Linked DNA regions of Sus scrofa: region 1 is linked to region 2. The links are chromatin contacts, called in public Hi-C maps. All regions are on one chromosome and are shown on one strand. The core of a region is the stretch at or near the end of the contact, and the rest is flanking DNA. Distances in the headings are between cores, read along the strand shown. Region 1 has its middle 400 kb from the start of CCDC171. Region 2 has its middle 540 kb from the start of CCDC171.

What was found. Hi-C and Micro-C count contacts between places; a contact is called where the count stands out from the background.
Region 1: a Hi-C map of embryonic fibroblasts shows a contact between it and region 2, with 2.1 times the contacts expected there. The contact joins two enhancer-like sites. A contact is called at or near these places in 3 of 47 Hi-C or Micro-C datasets (embryonic fibroblasts, fibroblasts and mesenchymal stem cells).

What each region holds. Positions count from the first base shown.
Region 1 is chr1:206,742,382-206,747,462 of Sscrofa11.1, forward strand. No RefSeq gene overlaps it. Among named protein-coding and RNA genes, the nearest start is that of CCDC171, 400 kb to the right of the region's middle. Within about 2 kb of position 1,745, at least 4 of the 83 cell types and tissues checked have an H3K27ac peak or open chromatin away from gene starts, as enhancers often do. A contact at or near this core is called in embryonic fibroblasts, where this site is marked.
Region 2 is chr1:206,603,700-206,608,295 of Sscrofa11.1, forward strand. No RefSeq gene overlaps it. Among named protein-coding and RNA genes, the nearest start is that of CCDC171, 540 kb to the right of the region's middle. Within about 2 kb of position 3,307, at least 4 of the 83 cell types and tissues checked have an H3K27ac peak or open chromatin away from gene starts, as enhancers often do. A contact at or near this core is called in embryonic fibroblasts, where this site is marked.

The DNA.
Region 1 (5,081 bases), core at 495-2,994, 140 kb after region 2:
CCTGCCCATTCCGAACCTCAGAACTCATGAGAGATGGCTTCCTGGATGAATTCAATAGAACTTAACTCCATCACAGACCTGGAACATCTAATACCAATAATGACCTCAACCCTGAACTTAGGGGTGCATTCCCAACAGTAGCTCCTGCAGTTGTTCTCAGATGAAATCAAATTACTGTGGAAAAAAATGTGTGAGACCTCCCCTCCCACAGGGAAGGGGTGAAAAGGGCAGCTTCCTGGGTTACCACTGCGGAAAACACCATCGCACCAGCTTACAGGTGGTGTTAGTCAAGCACAGGAATGTGTGGAATGGGTCAAATGTGTGTGTCGAATGTGTGTCAAATTATGTAGCCTCCCCCCTGAAACCGTTAAATCTTTGCATCTTATCGTAGACGGGGCTCGGAGCCGGGCGGGTGGTGGGAACCCAGTGTCGGAACTGGAACCAAGCTCTGCCGTGGCCCAGAGGGAGTGCCTGAGCCCCGCACATTTCACCTGCCTTCCCCCGGGGAATTCTCTCCAGAAGTACTGCTGGGTGGCAGCTCCCCCTCTTCTAGCATTCCTGCAAATAGTTACGGTATGGGAGAAGCACTCGGACTTCAAATTTCTATTAAGAAGCTCAGGTGAAAAGACTTTATGGTGCGTAGACGGAGCATTCAGAACTCTGGGCAGCTTTGGGCTGGCAAATACCATTCCCCTCCCCTCCACCCCCCCGAAGCTCCCTGTGTGGGTGTCACTGAGAACCAGAGGGCACCCTTGCTGGGGGCCCTGACTGGATGTCAGCCCAGGGTGTTGTGAGTCCCAGGAGTCTTCCTGAGTCTTCACCTGGCTTCATCTCTCTCTCAGGGTACTTGTGAGAAATAAATGAGGTAACAATGTCAGATGCATACTAAACCCATCTATTCCACGGCGCCGTGGTACCCAAGACATTGTCTATTCCTAGCCCTGTGCAGCGGGCGGGCATGTGTTCTTGCTTGGCCAGCTCCCAGTCCCTCTTGCTCTGATAACAGCACCTCCATCCTCTCCTGGAGACCCTCTCTGCTGTTGCTCATGGTTTGGGTGCCCTCCTCTGGCCAACGGCTGAGAACGTGACCCACACCAGACCAACTGGAATTGCCCTTCTAGGAACCTGGAACTGGGGCAGGAAGGCACCTGGACAGAAAACTTTCAGAGCTACTTAAAGCTGGGATCCAGGCCCTAGAGACTGTAGGCAGGGCCCTGTTTTGCCGCAGCCCTGCCACTGCCCTGATCCCCACCCACCTTTCTTCAGCTTCTGGGAGCTACACTCTTTCTTCATAATAGATTCCCTGTCTGCTTGGTGAAGCCAGCGTGGACTTCCACACCTTGTAACAATATGTCTCATTACCCCCTTCCCTGCACAAATGAAGAAAGCAATTCCCAGGTCCTGGGAACTAATGCAGAAGCGGGATGAGAAGCCAGCCTCCAAACTGGCAGCCTGTGCCCACCTCCCACCCACAGGTTCTCTTCTCAGCCTCTGGCGTTCCCCTCCCTCCCCGTCACTCTCTCGTGTTCCACATTATCCCCGCTCACAAACCATCACCTCTTTCGACTCACAAGTCTCTTTTTCCTTTGGTACCAGGCTACTTTCGTAAATCTTTCATTTTAAAATAAATCTCGGTGTCTCGTTCACCACAGCATTTCTAAAATTCATTCCTCAGCCCCATTCCTTTGGCAACATGCTCATTCCAGAGGAGGGCCCTTCCCACTTGAATGTTGGCAACATCCTGGCCTTCTGGCTTCCTCTCCTGCCACCTTTCTCTCTCCCATAGAAAATGAGGTTTGGGCTGGGGTGGGTCAAAAGCCCATCCATGCATGCCATGCATAACATTCCCTTCCTCGGCTCCGATGCATTCGGAGACAAAAAGGCCTTTGATAATGTTTCTCTGGGGGCCCGTTTGGCGCCATGTTGTGAAGTGAGCAGCCTTGGCCAAGTTCCTCCTGCTGGAGCATAAGCAGCGGGAACTGAGGGAGGGTGTGCTGGGTCCCTGCCCTGGTCTCTGGGCTGCCTCTAAAGCCCAATCCTGCCAGGTGCCACATCCTCATCCAACCGAGGGGTTGAGGGCATGATCACAGTCCATGGTATCTCTTCCACCTAGACACGTTTCACCTAATTGAGCCTCTACAGAAATGGCCCTGTTTGGCAGCCAGAGACCATACCCACCCCTCAGGAAGTGGTTACATATTAGAATTCAGGGTACCTCTTGCAGCTGGGAAACACATTCTATGGGTTGTCCTCTGGGGGCCCATAAGGAATTCACACCTGTGATTAACTTAACTGGCTGTCCCATTTCTCTAAAGCCCTATACAGATCCAGTTGAGAGAGGAGCTCTCTGGCAGTGAACAACTTGCGTTTTTTAGAGAGAAATCAAGGTATGATAGGTTCCAGTAATTCAGCATATCACAATAAACACTGTGAGCAGAGCTAGGCTAGATTTCACCAACATGTACAAGGAAGACTGGGTATGCTGGTCTCTGTATGGACAACCTAACACCTATTATTGGATTTGTCCTGAACATTTTAAAAGTTTTCCTGGTGTGAAAATTGAATTTGCTATTCGCTCAAAGTTTCCCATGCTACTTAAAATTAGATTAGTCATTTACTTTTGTGTGGTATTCAGAAGGAGCATATTGTAGAAGAGAATGACCGCATATGTAGAACATGTGTGTGTGCGTTCCAGTTGGGAGAAATTACTTTTATAAATGCAGGCTGAGGAACTTATTTTTAAATGAATTCTCTTAAACTTAAAATTCATTTTAAAGCTAAGCCCCCACCATCATTAAAAAAAAAAAAAAAAGAGAGAGAGGGGGGAAGAGAGAAGGAGAATGTGGGCAGAATTCAACAACTACTTTCATGGTCATGTTGCATTAGGCAAGTTCTCTGAATGATCTCTTAAACTCAAGGTTCTGGCCTCAAAACTAGACATGTTCCATCTTTGTCTCCAATGTATTCTTGTGCCCCTGAAAGTGGAATCATGAGCAGAAGTTTCCAGTATTTTCATTCTTTCCCTGCTTTGAAGTCAATTCATCTTCATGTTGATTTTCCCTCCACCCTCTTGAAAAAAAATGTGTGTGTCCCCAAAATGAAGAGCCAGGAGCTGGCACCTGGGGACAAGATCACACAGAGCAGGAATGGCAGGAGAGGCAAGGGCCTGGCCAGTGTGGGGAGCCGCCACCACAAACCACAGTCGGCATCTCAGAAAGGGAAGTGAGTCAGTTCTCTGACTTCTGTGCTGACGAACCCAGAGCCTCTGTCACCCTCTTCCCTCCCTATGGGTGCATGTCTGACCAAGCAGGGGGGTCTCCCAGGCTGAGGCAGGCCAGACAGTTGTTCTTCTGCCCTTCACCATGCAAACTGCTGTTCTCAAACATCAAATATTGTTCATACTCTTAATCTAAACTCACTTTCAAAATATATGGAATTTTTCCAGGAAGGAAAAATTGAATGATACAGGTCTACAGTAGACTCTAAAGTTGGTTTTTTTGAAATGACTTAAGAACAAATGAAGTTACTATATACATAGGTATATACCAAAGACAGACGGATGGTCAAAAAGCACATGAAAAGATGGTCAATATCACTAATTATTAGAGAAATGTAAATCGAAACTACAATGAGGTATCACCTCACACCAGTCAGAATGGCCATCATCAAAAAATCTACAAACAATAAATGCTGGGAAGGATGTGGAGAAAAGGGAACACTCCTACCCTGATGGTGGGAATGTAAGCTGGTGAAACCACTATGGAGAACGGTATGAAGGTCTCTTAAAAAACTAAAAAAAGAACTACCATATGACCCAGCAATCCCACTCCTGGGCATATATCTGGAGAAAACCATAATTTGAAATGATACATGCACCCCAATTTTCATTGCAGCACTATTTACTATAGCCAAGACATGGAAGCAACCTAAATGCCCACCAACAGAGGAGTGGATAAAGAAGATCTGGGAAGCTGCTGCTGCGGCTCAGTGGTAACAAGCCTGACTGTATCCATAAGGCTGCAGGTTTGATCCCTGGCCTTGCTCAGTGGGTTAAGGATCTGGCATTGCCATGAGCTGTGGTGTAAACTACAGATGTGGCTTGGATTCCTACATTAATGTGGCTGTGGTGTAGGCCAGCAGCTATAGCTCCGATGCAACCCCTAGCCAGGGAACTTCCATATGCCATAGGTTTGGCCCTAAAAAGCAAAAAAAAAAAAGAAGAAGAAGAAGATATGGTACATATGAGATCACTAATATGTGGACTCTAATACAAATGAAACAAAAGAACTTATTCACAAAACAAAAAAAGAGGCTCAAAGATTTTGAAACCAAACTTGTGGTAACCAAAGGGGAAGGGATAAACTAGGAGTTTGGGATTAACATATACACACTACTATCTATAAAACAGATGGGTAACAGAGACCTGCTGTACAGCACAGGGAAATTTACTGAATACTCTGTAGTGACCTATATGGGAAAAGAATCTTAAAAAGAATGGATACATGTATATGCATAACTGAGTCACTTTGCTGTACACCTGAAATTAACACAACATTGTAAGTCAACTATACTCCAATAAAAACTTTTTTAAAACCTACGTAAAAAATGTAAGGAAAGGAATATAACCATGTACAGATGTAAAGATGTCTTTAATCTATCTGGGAAAAAATAGTACTGCAATAAAATAAAAGAAAAAAAATGTATATATCTAAATAAGAATCTGTGTATTTGACTGAATGCAGTTGAATGGATTGAATTGATCTATTCATCCCAAAATTCCAACCGCATGAAAACACACACAAGTAAAATGACTAACAAAGGGAAGGGGGAGGAAGGGGGATTGACTGGGAGTTTGGGGTTAGTAGACGCAAACTATCGCATTTGGAATTGATAAGCAATGAGATTCTGCTGTATACAGCACAGGGAAATTTATCTAGTCACTTGTGCTGGAACATGATGAAGGATAATGTGAGAAAAAGAATATGTGTGTGTGTGAATATATATATATATATGACTAGGTCATAAAACTATAAAACTAGGTCACTTCACTGTATGGCAGAAATTGACAGAACATTCTAAAT
Region 2 (4,596 bases), core at 2,057-4,556:
CTGCGTATCATCCTGGCTGCCAAGCAAGCTGGTCGCCCCTTCCTGAGGGGCCATCACCCAGCCATCACCTTCCAGGGAGAGAAGCCTGGACTGACACTTCTGCAGTTAGACATATGCCCACGGTCATGCTCACAGTGGATGCTAAAAGGCAGCAGCAACAGCGTTTTCTGTTTCCTTTCCCTGGTCTGCTTGTGGGCAGCAGCAACTTGAAAAGACTTGTATACATAGTGTTTCTGAGGACAGCACGGCTGGCCTTGAATGAGGTCTTAAAATTTTAAGTGTTTGGGGTAGTGGAACCTGGTGGGCCCTCTCAGGTCTCTAGTTCCTGACCAGATGGGTTAATACTTATGAGCTGGGGCTGGGGCGGGGGTGGGGATCCTGGCCACCCATGGGATGGGCTATGGGTTTGAGGGACCAGCACACCAGGGGACTCTGTGGTCCTCTCTTACTGTGCATCAGCCTCTTTAAAGAGGTGGAAGAATCACCAATCGTACTGCTCCTCCTGTGGATTTTGGGGCAAATAGTGGCTCTTTCAGGAAAAAAAAAAAAGGCTTTGATTTTAGAATTCTCTCTTTACTTTTCCTCTTAGTTTCATCTTCCTCTGGTTCAAGGAGAAGGGTGATCAGAATCATTCAGGAGACAAGAGAGGACCAGGTATTGCTGAGGCAGAATGAATCCAGATGTGGATATGGATTCACTAAGCAGGGAGAAACCAAGTCACTTTAGGAGTTTATTCTAGCACCTTCTACATACATTAGCAAGCCCATGGCTGCATACACACACATGCACACAATGGGCATAAAAATATGAACACATAAACACTTTCACACACAACCAGAACCACATGTGTGCAGACTTCCAAACACATATATACATATGTCTTAATGTAATCCCATATGGACTGCATCTTAGATCCTTGGCCTCGCCCTCACCCATCTTCCTCCCTCTGTTGCCCCCAGAGCTCATGTTTCTGTGGGAAAAAACCTCCTGTTGGTGTCTTCATGTTGCTCCATTGTTCCACCCTGAGGACCCTTCCAGGGGCCCTTTCCCAGCCAGCAAAAGCTCTGCACTCGCACCAGCACCAGATCGCTGCATGCTTGTTACTTTAGAGGAATCTCAGGGGTTTATAAGAAAGACCTCTGGAAAGACAGGGGCAGAGCTCTGCAGTCAGGCCAGTTTAGTGGTTAATGGCAGATTCCGAGCCAGACTATCTGGCCACACCCCAACTCACTGGTGTTGCTAGCTGCATGCCTCAGTTTCCCCATCTGCGAAATGGAGATACCACTAGTCCTTGGCCCAGGGAGGTGCTACAATCATGAAATAGGTTCATATTCAGAATCTGCCTGGAACAGTGCCTTTCAAGTAATAACTCCTATATAAATGATTGTCAAACAAAAGGTGTATAATGCAGGTGGGTAGCATTATTCTCGAGAGTAATCCTGGGCAATCACAAGGAATCATGAATAATTCTTCTTCCTCTATTTCTTACCAGGTAGAAGAAGGAGAAACACACACACAAAGATGATGACCAGATGCTTCAGACTCTTTCTATCCTGGGGATCCTTTTACTGGATCTCATTGATCATCTCTCTCTGTTTTTTATTTTTGTTTTTGTTTTGCTTTTTAGGGCCACACCCAGAGCGTATGGAGGTTCCCAGGCTAGGTGTTATTGGAGCTACAGCTGCCGGTCTACACCACTGCTTATGGCAATGCTGGATCCTTAACCCTTAACCCACTGAGCGAGACCAGGGGTGGAACCCACATCCTCATAGATCCTAGTCAGGTTTGTTAACTGCTGAGCCATGAAGGGAATTCCTTGATAATCTCTTAATTATATGTTGTAATAGCATTTTAACCTGTGGCAAGTCACTTTGGACAGCAGTCTCTTCACCTGCAAAGCCTCTGAGATGATTTTTTAAGACTAGTTTTAGTATAGATTAAGACCAGATACAGACAATTTTCAAACCTCATTTCTTTTTTCTTTTTATGGCCACACCTCGGGGCACATGGAAGTTCTGTGCTAGGGGTCACATCAGAGCTGCATCTGCAGGCTTATGCCATAGCCACAGCAACACCATATCCAAGCCACATCTGTGACCTGCACCACAGTTTGCAGTAATGCCAGATCCTTAACCCACTGAACGAGGCCTGGGATCAAATTCACATCTTCACAGAGACAATGTTGGGTCCTTAACTTGCTGAGCCACAGTAAGAGTCCCTCAAACCTCATTTTTAACACCAGTTGCAACCTCTTCCATCTAACCCCACCCCTACTTAAAAAAATTAGAGCTGTTAAAAAGTCGAGCACTTGACTGCTTTAGCTCCCTTTTCTTCTTTTTTCTTTCCCACATGTTCTATTGGATGCATAACCAGCAGTGAAATAGCAGAAAGTGGGGTGATCAGGGTCATGAGATAAGTCAACCAATGGACTTTACATAATCTATGCATTAGGATCAAAGCCAGATGGAGATATGACAACTATAGTGGGAAGCCTCACAATTGAGTGTTCCTCCAAAATGATTTTCTTTAAATATCTGTTCAATATTGTGCAGAGGGGTGGGAGGAGAGGGAGAGGACAACAAACACCACTAGGCCCCTCCTCTGTTCTTCGAACAATTCTGCTTGGTCTCAAATTTGCATACCCTGCTCAGATAAACAAAACCTTGGCAGTCAACCAGACCTGCCCTCATTTGAAGACAAAGTGACATGCAACTGTTGAGAAACCCCAACCCACTGCAAACAGCATTTCTTTTAAATATTTCAACTACACAAATACTTCTGATAAATATAATTTTCTCCATCTTGTTATATTTCCAATAAGATCTAGCACCCCAGCAATGTTCTATGAAGCCCTTATGAAGAAGTGTCTCCAGAAATTGCACTCTGACTCACTTCTGAAGCTGGTTTTGATTAGCAGGAAAGTTTTCAACAGAAGTCTTTCTAGCTATGGGTCAGGAAGCTCCAAGACACTATTTGCCCGCACTCTTGTCTTCTGGAATGGCCCTGTATTCCTCTTGGAAGGTCTTCTCATTCCAGGAACAATCAGGAAGATGCATGATTTCCTAAGTTTACCTCCACACTCAGTGGCCAGAGCAAGCTTGGTGGTTTCCATAGGAAAATATTCTTTGCCCTCTTTTTCCTTCTCAGCCTCATTGACCTAACCTTGCCATCATAATGTGGACTTTAAGAACCCATGTCTTCTGTAGTGCCTTTGGGCCTTCACAGAAATATTAGAGCATGCACAGGGTTATTTTAGAACAAAGGAGTGCCTTACTGGATTCTAATTCTTTGAAAGTTAGTCATACATGGAGGACTTCTGTAGCAATCGTTTGTTAACCAAAATATTTAACTAACCACCATAACCTTACATAGTCAGGCTAGATAGGAGTTTTCTGTGTCAATGATGTGTTGCAATATGTAGCATCCTTCATGTAGAAAGATGGTTCTTGTCATTAAGATATGCTTTAAGGCTTCCTATCCAGCCCTAATAAAGTGAATGAAGTTTAACCAGCTTGACTGTAACCAGCCAAACATAGCAGTGGGACAGCTGGCCAGGTCAGAGCTGGCTGTGGTCACTGTCTATGGCATGGATCAAAGAAAAGGAAACTCAACCACGTTGGAAATGAACCTAAGACGCAACCTCATTCCCTGCATGCTTCGAGCAACACAGCTAACTAGACACAGGCAGACATAGATATTTTTCTCTTTCTTACACATCCACAACTGTTCCCTTCAAGGTCTATTTGGTACAGGAATTTCCGTTTGGAGATGGAGCAAAACCAGACTGTGGGCACGACCTGTGTAAAACTCAGATGTGAATATTACAGAAAGCTTGCTCACATCCACCAGAATGTATGAGAGGCCCTGTGGGAAAATCCCGGCAGCTCTCCACTCCCTAGCCTCAGTGTTCACAATTCGCTGTCCAGACTGTGTTCTGATATCTCTCTTACCTTGTCTTTTTTAACGAGCTCCTACTCATGCTTTACAGCCCAATTCAAATATCTCCTTTTTCAGGATGACTTTTACAACTCTCACCATCACCACCCAGGCAAAAGGAGGCTCCTCCTCTCTGGGTTCTTTCAGCTTTTGGTTTATGTTCCTTTCATCTCAGCTCCACCAGTTCCTTTCTGTCCTCATAAATCAATGGGGGTCAAATCAGTACCACCTCAGGGGGTTGCTATGACTTGCATGTGGAGCCCTTCTGAGAATGATAGGCTTACAGTGAGGGCTCAATAAATCTTAATACAGTTGTTAGAGCACTGGGTGCAGTGTGTTGTAATTATCTACTTGCTGTATTTGTGACTGTTCTCCTTAGAAGAATGACCATATATTTTCAAGGTACCTTCAGAGCAATCCTATAATCCACCTCTGATGAGGTATATAACTAAGGAAAATCTTCATCATTCTGGTTTCCTTACATGAATGTTAGAATCAAGCATTTCTTAAATGACTTTGAGATTCCTCAGTGCTCTAGTGGACCTGCATGGTGGTCATAAAATATGACCACAAATACTTTGATACCCCCTCCTTCAAGAAGTAGACCCTGATTCCCTCCCTAAATGTAAGTGTATTCAGCAACTCAAGTCTAATGAATGG